2 separate regions of the Mus musculus genome follow, and region 2 is linked to region 1. A link is a contact called in public HiChIP or PLAC-seq data. All regions are on one chromosome and are shown on one strand. The core of a region is the stretch at or near the end of the contact, and the rest is flanking DNA. Distances in the headings are between cores, read along the strand shown. Region 1 overlaps Gm8098 (predicted gene 8098). Region 2 holds the start of Psme4 (proteasome (prosome, macropain) activator subunit 4).

Region 1 (5,398 bases), core at 1,213-3,712:
GAGGACTTCTCTCTTGCCACAAGATAGGAACAGTGCTTGTCACCATTCCTCAAGTCACAGCTGATTAAACAGAACATGGACATCTGACTCAAACCAAGCTGCTTGGGAAGCCACTGGGAATTTAAAGGAGTAGGGTAGGTGGTGTTGAGACAGTGAGGGAGGGCGAAGAAAGGGAGGGTGGGCAAGAGGGAATGGGTGGAAGGAAGAGAAAAGAGAAGTATAAAGAGAAGAGGGGAAGGGAGGGAAGACCAGATGTGGATAGAGAGATAAGAAGGAAGAAAGATCAATTCTTTACTGCTCTCCCTTTTCTGGTTCCTGTTCTTTGGCTGATCTGATCACTGTCTGCCCCATTCTAGCCCTGCCTTCCTGACAGAGCATTGCGTTTTCTTTTCTGCTGGTGTGGAATGTTTCTAGGGTTCAGAAGCAGGATTCCAAAGTTCTTGTATTCAAACAGACAGGATCTCTCTCTTTATTTCTCCTGTGCTACAGCATTAGCAGCTGAGGAGGAGAGAATAATTCAGGAATTAGTGGAACTCGATACAAGGCCTCAGCACTGCCACAATCTGGATCCACAGCCAGTGCCTCCTGTTCCTCAGCAATGAATGCTGGGGGCTTGAAGGTGTTTGTTAGTGGGTGTGGAGATTTGGTTCTATAAATCGGTAGCTTGTCCCTCATTTGAACACCAACAAACACAAAAGTAAGCCCATGGAACATTTTAATTATAATAGACACCACAGGAAATTGTATTTATGTATGGAACCTAAATTTAGAATCCTTGACAGACTGACAGGATTAAGTCCGTGTAAATAGTCCATGCCAGGTGCTAGGAAGTGGCTTCAGAGACAAGAGGCTGGCCATGCATGCAGGCCCCCTTGTTACCCTAAAATTTTGTGGAAGAAAGAGCTTTGCTCTGGGCCAGTTAATTTTTAAGAAGTCTTCATTCCTGGCTAAGAATAACGGTTTTTGAGAGAATCATTTCAGGGCGTCTCCCATTCCCATTCTCTGCCTCCTGTTCGTCTGTAAACAAGGAAAGGGTGTGGCCTGACTTGGATCTGCTCTAACAGTGTTTGTGTAGCCCTGACCGGAGGCAGGAGCCAGTGGGAAAGAGGAAGTGTGTGGGTGGGAGAAAGGAAATCTCTCAAGCTCGCTTGCTCCCCTCACAACCCTGCCCCACCCCGACTTTCAGACTTTCCATAGTTGCCTCTACTCACTTCGGATCCCCTGAAAACCGTGGGCAATGGCTCAGACAGGAATGATAGTACAGGAGTTGTCTAGAGCAAGGATACTGAACTTGGGACATAAGAAAAGCCTTTACTCTCACCCCATACCCTCTGAAGAAGCTTTTCATTATGAGACCCTGGGGCACCACTCTGACCATCTTGGAAGCTTTAAGTAAAGTCACATCAAGAAACATTCTCCTGGAACCTGTATCTCAAGACTCATGGTCCAGGTCAGAGACCAGAATTCCCTGCTGATGACAACCAGCCCCTTTTCTTCCTAACTTAATAGTCCCAAAGATGTATAGGTTCACTGGATTTGGGGATAACCTGGGGTCAGCTGTTTGCAGAGACCATGTCCAAAGTGGACGGTACTGCTGTAATACCCAAAAGCAAGATACAGGAAAGAAGTCTGTTCCACCAGGGGCTGGGGCCAGACTGCCCATGTCTAGTGCCTCTTTATGGTTTGCATCTGAAAATTCTTTTGGAGTGGACTTCCAGCTGTTATCTGACAATGTAAGAAGTCAGAAGACATTTAAATATTAGCTTCATATGTATATTTATGTTTATGTACTATGACCTTGGCTGAAGTCCCTAAGTGTTAAAGGTAGACCATTCCACCCACCCCTTCACATTGTGCAAACTTGGATAAATACTTGGACAACTAAAACTCCATTTTCTTGTCTGCAAACTGAGAACAATCACAATAACACTTATCACGAGCATTTAAATTATAATTACTGCCTTGGCCGTTGGGCAAGTTGGTTTTTTTGTTTGTTTGTTTGTTTTTTGTGCCTTAGCTTTCTCATCTGTTAGATGGAAGGATTCAAATGGTACCTGTCTCCAAGTGTTGTTATCAATAATGTAATAGCCTTATGGCAACATCTGGCAGACAATAAACTGTGAATGTTAGTTGTTATAACCTTCTTCCTGGAATTCAGGACCCTCTGACTAGCTAAAGCACACACAGTGCTTAAGTCCCAGCATTCTGCTTCCAACTGCAACTGTTCTCTCAGCCAAGTGTAATCTGATGAATATAAACTAGGAGTTCTGTCCTGGGATAACCTCCATTCTTGTCTGTTAAAAGGCTTTTGAGAGCCACTTAGAAAGGTGAAAGAAAAACAAACAAACAAAAACAACCTTACATCTGCATCTCTGGGCAGGGTGTCCGTAGTAGCAGAGAGTAGGGGATCAGAGAGGGCTCCTGGCTGGCTCCTCTCCTGAGGTCCAGGGATTGCTTTCTTCACTGAGGAGTTTCTGCAGCCCTGTACATTGGCAGCCTCTCAGGACTGGGCTGGGTTTCGGAATTAGCTTGGAATGTTAATTCCGTAAATGTCTGGAGAGGTTTGAGCCTCCATAAGAAGTCGCTTGCTCATACAGAAAGACACACTAGCCACGGGGAGCTACTAAGTAGCTCAGTTCTTTCACAATGCTGTCTCTGAGAATTAACAGCTCTGTCCTCAGCTCAACACCCACTGCCACTGGAGCCACTGCCTGCAGCTTAGACCCTAGAGCACTCCTTTAGGGTGAGGCATAAGGAGAACCCTGAGGGTGCCACTGGCCAACTGGCAGGTATCTGATTCCAGATCCTCACCTACAGTAATAGCACTGTCTCCTGAAGAACACACGGTAGGCAAGTTCTTCCTCTATCTCGTTCATGCAGACACATTTCATCTCCAAAACCTTCTGTCCCTTAGTCATATGGACACATAAGAAGAGTGTGCCATGCTACATCATTCTGAGATGTTTTTGTTTTACATTTTGTTAAGGAAGCCCTAAGCTAAGGAAAACGAGAGTCTCCCTGTGTGGTTTCTAACAGCAGTCAGAATTTGGAGAGACTTTTTGCTGGGATGTGGTTCTAAGGAATGAGGGGGTCTTCCAATCCCTCTCTCTTAGAACACATCCATTCAAATGCTGCCCAGCCTGGGTCTCCATGTAGGATATTAGGTATTTCCTCCACAAGTTCACTGCGCCACTATTTTGGGCTGTTTGCATAGCCACTTCCCAGAGCCCATGAGCAGCAGCAATCAAATCCCAGTGGCAACTGTTTCTATTGAAGCCTTTACATTCCAGTCCCCTTTTCTCATGGACAACAGCCTTGTGTTCTGGAGTCAGTCATGAGATGATGCCTAGTCTCTTTTAAATGTGCAGCTTCTGAATGTCTACATACACGACAGGAATGGCACCATTCCAACCCTCGTGCTGCCTTTACTATTGTGAACTGCACCTATCCTTCCTAAGGTCCTCTTTGGTATAGAACATAAGTATGTAGGTTGTTTTTCATGCTGTGCTATACAAGCCCAGCAATAAATCATAAAGATATTTATGATATTTCTTAAAGGAAGTAGTTGCTATGTATGACTGGTAAGTTTTTTTTCAAGAGTTAAACATCTCAGCTTTTAAATTCCTCTGCAAAGTATGAAAAGCAAATCAAGTAATCCTATCAAAAGCACTCAACTCAAAAGAATGTGAAGTGCAGTAGTATTTGTAGGGTGTGGTGTGGTGAGGGGGAGATCAAGTCTGATCGTCAGAATTCAGTCAAAATCACCAGCCAATGCACATATTTATAAAATCCTGAGACACCTTCATATAGCTTTTGAGTTGAATATGCTTGTGGTGCACAAACTGGCATGCTGCTTGCTGGGTAGTACAGGGTGAGTATGTGAGTTGAGGGTGTGGGACAGATGTGGTAAGCATGTATCTGGGCATGCCTGTGTTGAACTATTTTCTAAACTTTCTGTTTATGAAGACAGATTTGTTGGACAGCTATGATCATCACTGTTTTTCATCCTTGAGATTCAATTTAACCAATATATAAGTGGCACAATAAAACACATTCTCTGATGTGTCTTCTCTGCTCGGAAGAAATCAGAAGTATTGTTAGCTGTTAGCTTATGTCCCATGAAGGGAAAGTTTTGATTCCACCCTGAATGTACCTTCCGTTGTTTGCATAACTACTTCCTGTTGTCCCTGATTGAAATATTTCAGCTGTATCTTAACAAATTGAGTGGAGATAGAAGTCTCTGTCCCAACCAAGTTAGCTTGCTCTTTGACAGCCTTGAAGAACATCTACTATGAACAGTTAAAAATTAGAGGGAGTTTGGCCTGGAGGTACCCTATAATTACAGCACTCAGGAGGCTGTAGTGGGGACTCTTCACTCTAAGTTCAGCCTGGGAGTGGCAATGGTGTTGTTATTTGATTGAGTGGGAGATATGTGGGTGGAAAGAACAGCAATGGTGGAACAAGATTAAGTTGTTGTATCATGTCACAGCTGTAACAGTTGTAAGCTGACATTTCTGTTTCCTTTTATAAATACTGTATATGGATCAGTACATGGTGTTTCACACCTATAATTCTAGCACTTGGGAGGTGGAGGCAAAAGGATCAGTAGTTCAAAGGCTTTGTAGTGAGTTTGGGGCCCTGTCTAAAAACAACACAAAACAAACCATAAAAACCAAACATCACATTTTCCCCTTTGAATATACAGTTATGCTTGAATAGTCAAACTTTAAAGACCTGAGATAGCTCATTGGCTTAAAAGGACTTAGCCTATCTCTGCCTAGTACCATTGTGTTTTAGTTTTATACTTTATACTATATCCAGAGAGTCTTACTGTAATTCTTCTTGATAGTGTTTGTTTCTCCACTTTGTATCTTTTGGCTATTTTTGCTATAGGTGCATGGATATCTTATGTGCATTTTTATGGAACACAAAAATAAATGAAATCAGATCTGAGGAAATGTAATTCTCTCAGAGCCACATATAAAAATGTTGTTGCAAACAATGTATTGTAGGTTTCTTACAAATGCCACTCTAGGGCACCAAAATTGTCAAAGGCCTTTTCCTCTTGTTTGTGTCTATAGAGTAGTCAATATACTTAACAAGAAAGAACTACATTGCATTTGGACCTGAGGAGGGAGGGCAGCACCCAGAGGAGGCAAGAAAGCTAAATAATGTGACACCCAGAGGAGTTGAAACAGCTCAATCATGTGACATCTGTTAAGCTGGTGATGATGTGCCATGTGCATCCAGCTAACTAATCTTTTAATTTTTATACTAGGTACAGAGCCAGCCCATCCAGTCACCCTGGATAAATGACTAAAAGCATCTTGAGAAAACTGCTGAACATTATTCACTATAACCAAGTACACAGCTCTCTGGAGCCAACTCTGCTTTTAAA
Region 2 (5,186 bases), core at 1,867-4,366, 480 kb before region 1:
ACAAGATGGATCCTCAGGCAAAAGCAATTTGGCAACAACCCTAAAGACCTGGCTTTGATCCCAGGAAGCCAAGCAGGAGAGAACTGTTCCTTAGAGTTGTCCTCTGACTACCCCTACACATAAATAATAATAATAATAATAATAATAATAACAATAACAAGAATAATAATAGAGTAAAAAATATTGAAAATGTGTAAGGCAAAAAGTTTTGCATTTAAAAAAATGAGAACCAAAAATGAGGTTCTGGCACAAAGAACCAATTAGCAAGTCAAAGGTAAACTTGCTATTTCTGAATGATTAACTGCTGGCTAGCATTTGGGAGGTTAAGGCAGGGGTCGGGAGTTAAGACCAGCAAGTTTGGAACAGTTCTAGGGCTACTAGAGATCCTGTCTCAAAAGCCAGCCAGCCATGGTGTCTCATGCTGGTAATTCCATCATCGGGAAGAGCAAATGGGTAGGGCCATCCTACGGATAGTTCCAGGCCAGCCAAGCCTACCTAAAACCTTACTGGGAGGGAGAGGGTATCATAACTCCTTTTTAAATATTTAATAAGTAGCAAAATGATATAACATCAGAGCAAAAATAGTTCCCAGGAAACACTCTCATTTCATTTACAAGCAAGCAAAAGGACATGATTAAATAAGTTTCTCATATCTTCAGAATTGGTGAGGAAAAAATGAAATCTACTCCATTTCTTCTAGAACATGGCAAACATGATTACTTCAGGATTATATAGATGTTAAGCACAACACTAGGCTTTTAAACTGGGGAGGGTGAGCACAACTATACACAAACATGTCACCCTAATTCGTCTTCGAGAAGAAAACACACACCCAAGACCACAGTGTGCCCTATCAAATTCAAAGTGTCACATGGCAACGCAATTCCAAGAATTAGTTTCCAGTATTTAACCACTATTCCAAAATTAAAGTCTACATGACAGCACTTGTTGCAGGTTATTTACAGAAAACAGGAGCCACCACCATTAAGCCATCTAAACAGCAATACTGCTCTACACATCAAGCATGGTAACTCCATTATTATTTCTTGGTAATACTTGTACTTTAGGCAAAACAGCAACAAAGCCTAGTGCTAATTTACCAAACTCATTAACCAGATATTGGAAAATAAACATTTAACTGTGCTTATAAATCCAAGCTGGATGTCTTCACAAATTGGCATATACATACACATATTATACACCAAAGAAAAGTTGCATATATTCCCTGAAAACAATATTCCTTGGCAAGTCTATCAAAGTGACTAACAAACTTCATTTTTACTGTGTTCAAGTTACACAAACACCTAAGGAGAACACACAAAGTAACTCAATTTTAATCCTTTAAAAAGAGGGTTTTCTTTGATTACATTGATCTCCACATTTATGGATCCTTAATACCATAAACTTCTTTATAATCCACTCAACAGAGCTGTTAATCGTGACCACTTTATGGTCACTCTAAGAAAGACAAATTAAGTGCTTTAGTTTTGCATCTTTTAAGTAAAAGAGCTCTTTTCACTCGGTTGAAGAGTACAAAAAACTTGTCAGAAGCCCCCCAATAATTAGCACATAAAAATTATCCCGAAGAGAGATACAGCCCACTATTGTATTATAAAACCCTGAGTCATCACCCAGCTCACTCAGCAGATTCTGGGGAACACAAATGACATGCCCTGTGCAATCACTTATCGGTAACCATATGCATAAACATAGTCTTACCAAATTATATGTAGCGTACCAAACAAAACAGCAAAAATCTTATATAATAAGTTCTGCCAAAGTAAAGGCGCGCATAGAGCAAATGACCTCTCCAAACTTTTTGCTCCATCATTACTTTTCCCCCGTTCTAATTCTAATGACGCTATAATTTGCGGCTAGTGCGTACGGAAAACAAAAGAACTAACCAACTCAAAACCACACAGTCTGGCCAACAAAGCCCGGGATCAACCTAACAGCGCTCTTCACTATTTGCCTTAGAATAAGCGAAGTCGTGACCGAGGAAATGTCACAACAGGAACATACACTTTTCCTAGAATTCTAAGACAACATTCTCAACGTCTACTCAATCCGAGAATGCGCTGACTGTCCATTTGAAACGAATCGTTTCAATTAAATCCAGGAAGCCAGAACAGCAACCCAGACCCCCAAGAAACATAGTAACACAGAAAAACACACCACACACACACACACACACACACAACCTCTTACTGTCCCTACTTCCTACGGTAAGAAGTGTAAAGTGGATCGACGAGGAAGGAAAAACAAAACAAAACAACAACAAAAACAAAAAACAAACAACAAACCCAAAAAAACCACAGAAGCAAGGACAGGAGTCGCTTCCCCAAAGACCGAAGCTCTCTATCCCGCAGCTCCAAGCGCAGAACCCCAGGGAGAACCAATGGGAGCCGCTCGTCCCTATGCCCGGGTACGCCTGTGGCTCCCCAGAGCCTGGCACGTCAAGAGAAAGGACCAGAACGCTGATCGTGAGAGGCGACCGACAGGACCCAGAAGTCCCACGGAAAGCAACGAGGAGACTGGGTCTCCCCGGACTCGGCCGCGCCCCTGGAATCCTGCACCAGGTCAGCGCCGTCTGGACAGAACAGAGTTGAGCAGCACCAGCAGCGCAGACAAAGAGCCCGGCCCGCCGACGGCTTCAGCCCACTTACGTGGAGAGTTTCCGCGTCCAGAAGAGGCCCCCGGGCCACAGCTCTTGGAGCTGCACGGCCCGGCCCAGGTTGCTCTTGATCTGTGCCAGCTGCAAGTCGGACTCGGCGTCCAGCCGCTCGGCATAGGGCAGAAGCTTGTTGTACACGATCTCCTTCTGCGGGACGAAGGCCCGCGGGCCCAGTACCGGCCGCCCGCCAGGCTCGGGGGGCTCCCCGCCGCCCGCCCGCTCCGGAGCCTCCATTAGCCCGGGGCCGCCCCCGGCCCGACCCCCGGCCCCGGCCCCCGCCCCGCTGCGGGCTCAGCCTCGTCCGCGTCGCCTCGCCCTCGGCCCGACCGCTGGGCCCCCCTCCCGCCCCGGCTGCCCGGCGCGCTGCTGGACCCCGCGCGGCACCCGGTTCGTTGGCGGTGGCAGCGGCTGCTCGGCCCGGACCCCTCCGGCTCTTCTGGTGACGCTGCAGCCGCAGCGCCGGGAGGTTCCGGACCGGCCTCAAGTCACTTCCGGGGCGGGGCCACGGAGGCGGGGAGGAGGTAACCTGGCTGCTTTCTTGCAGTCAGCCGAGTTTGGTGTCAGCGACTGGGGTTGCCACGCGAGGCTGCCGGCGAGAAACAAGAGACCCTACTCTGCTCCAGCAGGATCCAGAGACACGGAATCCGACTACCTCTCCACGCTCAGTATCCTCTCTTCTGGGCCAGTTTACGGAAGAGCAGCTTGTATCCCAGCCGGGGGCGGGAGTGTGGACAGCGAAGCAGTATGAGCACAAAGAGTTCTAGGCCAACCTCTGCTTCCTACTGGCAACAGGAGACACTATCTTTAAAAAAACGTGTATGGAAGAATCTGTATACACAATAGTACCCTGTGTTCCTCTGTCCTTTTACCCCCCACCTTTCTGATATTTCCCCGTCCACCCTCCAAAAAAGTTACTCAACAAATATACTTTGTGTGTCATCTTCTCATTTAAGGTCCCTATAGAAAGTTTAAGAACGCCTAGTTCTGCCCTTAAGGACGTAGAGGCCTTTCCTGGCAACAAACTAATAAATTACAAGATAATGCATTGGTAAATACTGGATAAGTACCGAGATACCTGGGAATTCTAAATGAAGGCATATCACCTTCATAGAAGTTATTTTTAAATTAATCTGTAAGGTTGATGGCAATGTTATTTCGATAAAGAAAGGAGGAAGAAATAATTATCAGCTGACAGAAAAGACTGAGGCTGCAAGCTTGCTTTCTGATAACTCAAGATTCAGGCTGGTTAAAGATTGCTTGCCAGAAGGGAGTGAATACATGTATTGAGACTAAGAAGTAAATGCTGGAGAATTGAGATTGATCTTAAAAATAACAAGAAATTTCTAAGAGAGGACATTGTAACATGCGCCTGTCATCCCAGCATTTGGAAACTCAAGAGCAGGAGGGTTGTAGCTTAAAGCCAACCTGAGCTAAACAAAAAAACGAAACAAAACAAACTAACTAACTAACTGAAAAAACAGACAAGGATTACCAGCTGGTCTATGAGTTCTACTAGTGGTTGGCCTCTTTCCTAAGCTGAGTTCCATCCCTAGATCTTCAAGAAAATATTTTACAAAAAAAGTCACCATCTCAAAAGAGAATGTCTAAAAAACAATAAGCCTAAGGGCAGCATAATAAAATTTACTTTTGTTTCTTTTAGTTTTTGTTTTTGGTTTTGTTTTTTTGTTTGTGGTTTTTTGTTTTGTTTTAGTTTTTTTGTTTTTGTTTTTGTTTTGAGACTGGATTTTACTCTGTAGCCATGGCTATTATGAAACTGCTATGTGTTAAGACCTGTGTCTAGCCACCCATTTTGTGCTGTTACTAATATTATAAGGAAACTTTCTCATGCCCGAGTTGATGGGGCATTCTGTGTTTTGGTGTTCTTGGAAACCAACCACAATATAAGTCAGTTAGAACTGCTTTGTATAGTTAGCAGCAATAACCTTGGACTGGAACCAACCACCAGACAGCACTTCTTGCACCTGTGTATGACCTTTTATGGTTTTTGCTTTTATAAGCTGCCCCTGGAATAGACCCCAACATAAAAGAGAGGCCTACACCAATAAAAGAAGCTATTTGGAATAAGACTTCCATTTTGAGTAGAGATTGAGTAAAGTTTAACTTCCCAAGACGGCCCAGGGAACTGACATCCTACTTGGCAGAAAGAGACATGTACATGGGTAACTAGCATCCTGGTTGGCAAGTTAAGACGTGAGTGTTGAAGTTAAGCAAGGCAAGTCCTCTATCACAGCTGAATACCTCAACCAATAGGAGCTGGATAAATGGACAGCAAAGATATGTTGCCAAGGAAATCCCCTATCCCTAAATACTGATTGGTAAACTAACTTGGCGGGTTTAAAAGCTTAAAAGCTCTGTAGGTGGGTGGGTAGATGGGTAGGAGAACACCCTCATAGAAGCAGGGGGAAGAAAAATGGGATAAGGGGTTTCCAGAGGGGAAACCTGGAAAGGAGATAACATTTGAAATTTAAATAAATAAAATATCCAATTTAAA

Evidence for each region. HiChIP or PLAC-seq counts read pairs in DNA pulled down with a chosen protein or histone mark.
Region 2: an H3K4me3 HiChIP or PLAC-seq map of stem cell-derived neural progenitor cells shows a contact between it and region 1, with 30 read pairs. The contact joins the promoter of Psme4 here to the enhancer-like site in region 1. A contact is called at or near these places in 1 of 39 promoter capture datasets (the C10 cell line) and 7 of 115 datasets of contacts at active chromatin or transcription factors (acute myeloid leukemia, bone marrow-derived macrophages, embryonic limb bud and 4 more).

The regions. Positions count from the first base shown.
Region 1 is chr11:30,287,060-30,292,457 of GRCm38.p6, reverse strand. It overlaps Gm8098 (predicted gene 8098), which reads right to left. Exons shown (of 3, transcript NR_168037.1): 3 at 5,389-5,398. Among named protein-coding and RNA genes, the nearest start is that of Gm8098, 22 kb to the right of the region's middle. Within about 2 kb of position 2,462, at least 54 of the 459 cell types and tissues checked have an H3K27ac peak or open chromatin away from gene starts, as enhancers often do.
Region 2 is chr11:30,769,705-30,774,890 of GRCm38.p6, reverse strand. It overlaps Psme4 (proteasome (prosome, macropain) activator subunit 4), which reads right to left and starts at 3,116. Exons shown (of 47, transcript NM_134013.3): 1 at 2,667-3,116. The coding sequence starts at 2,908.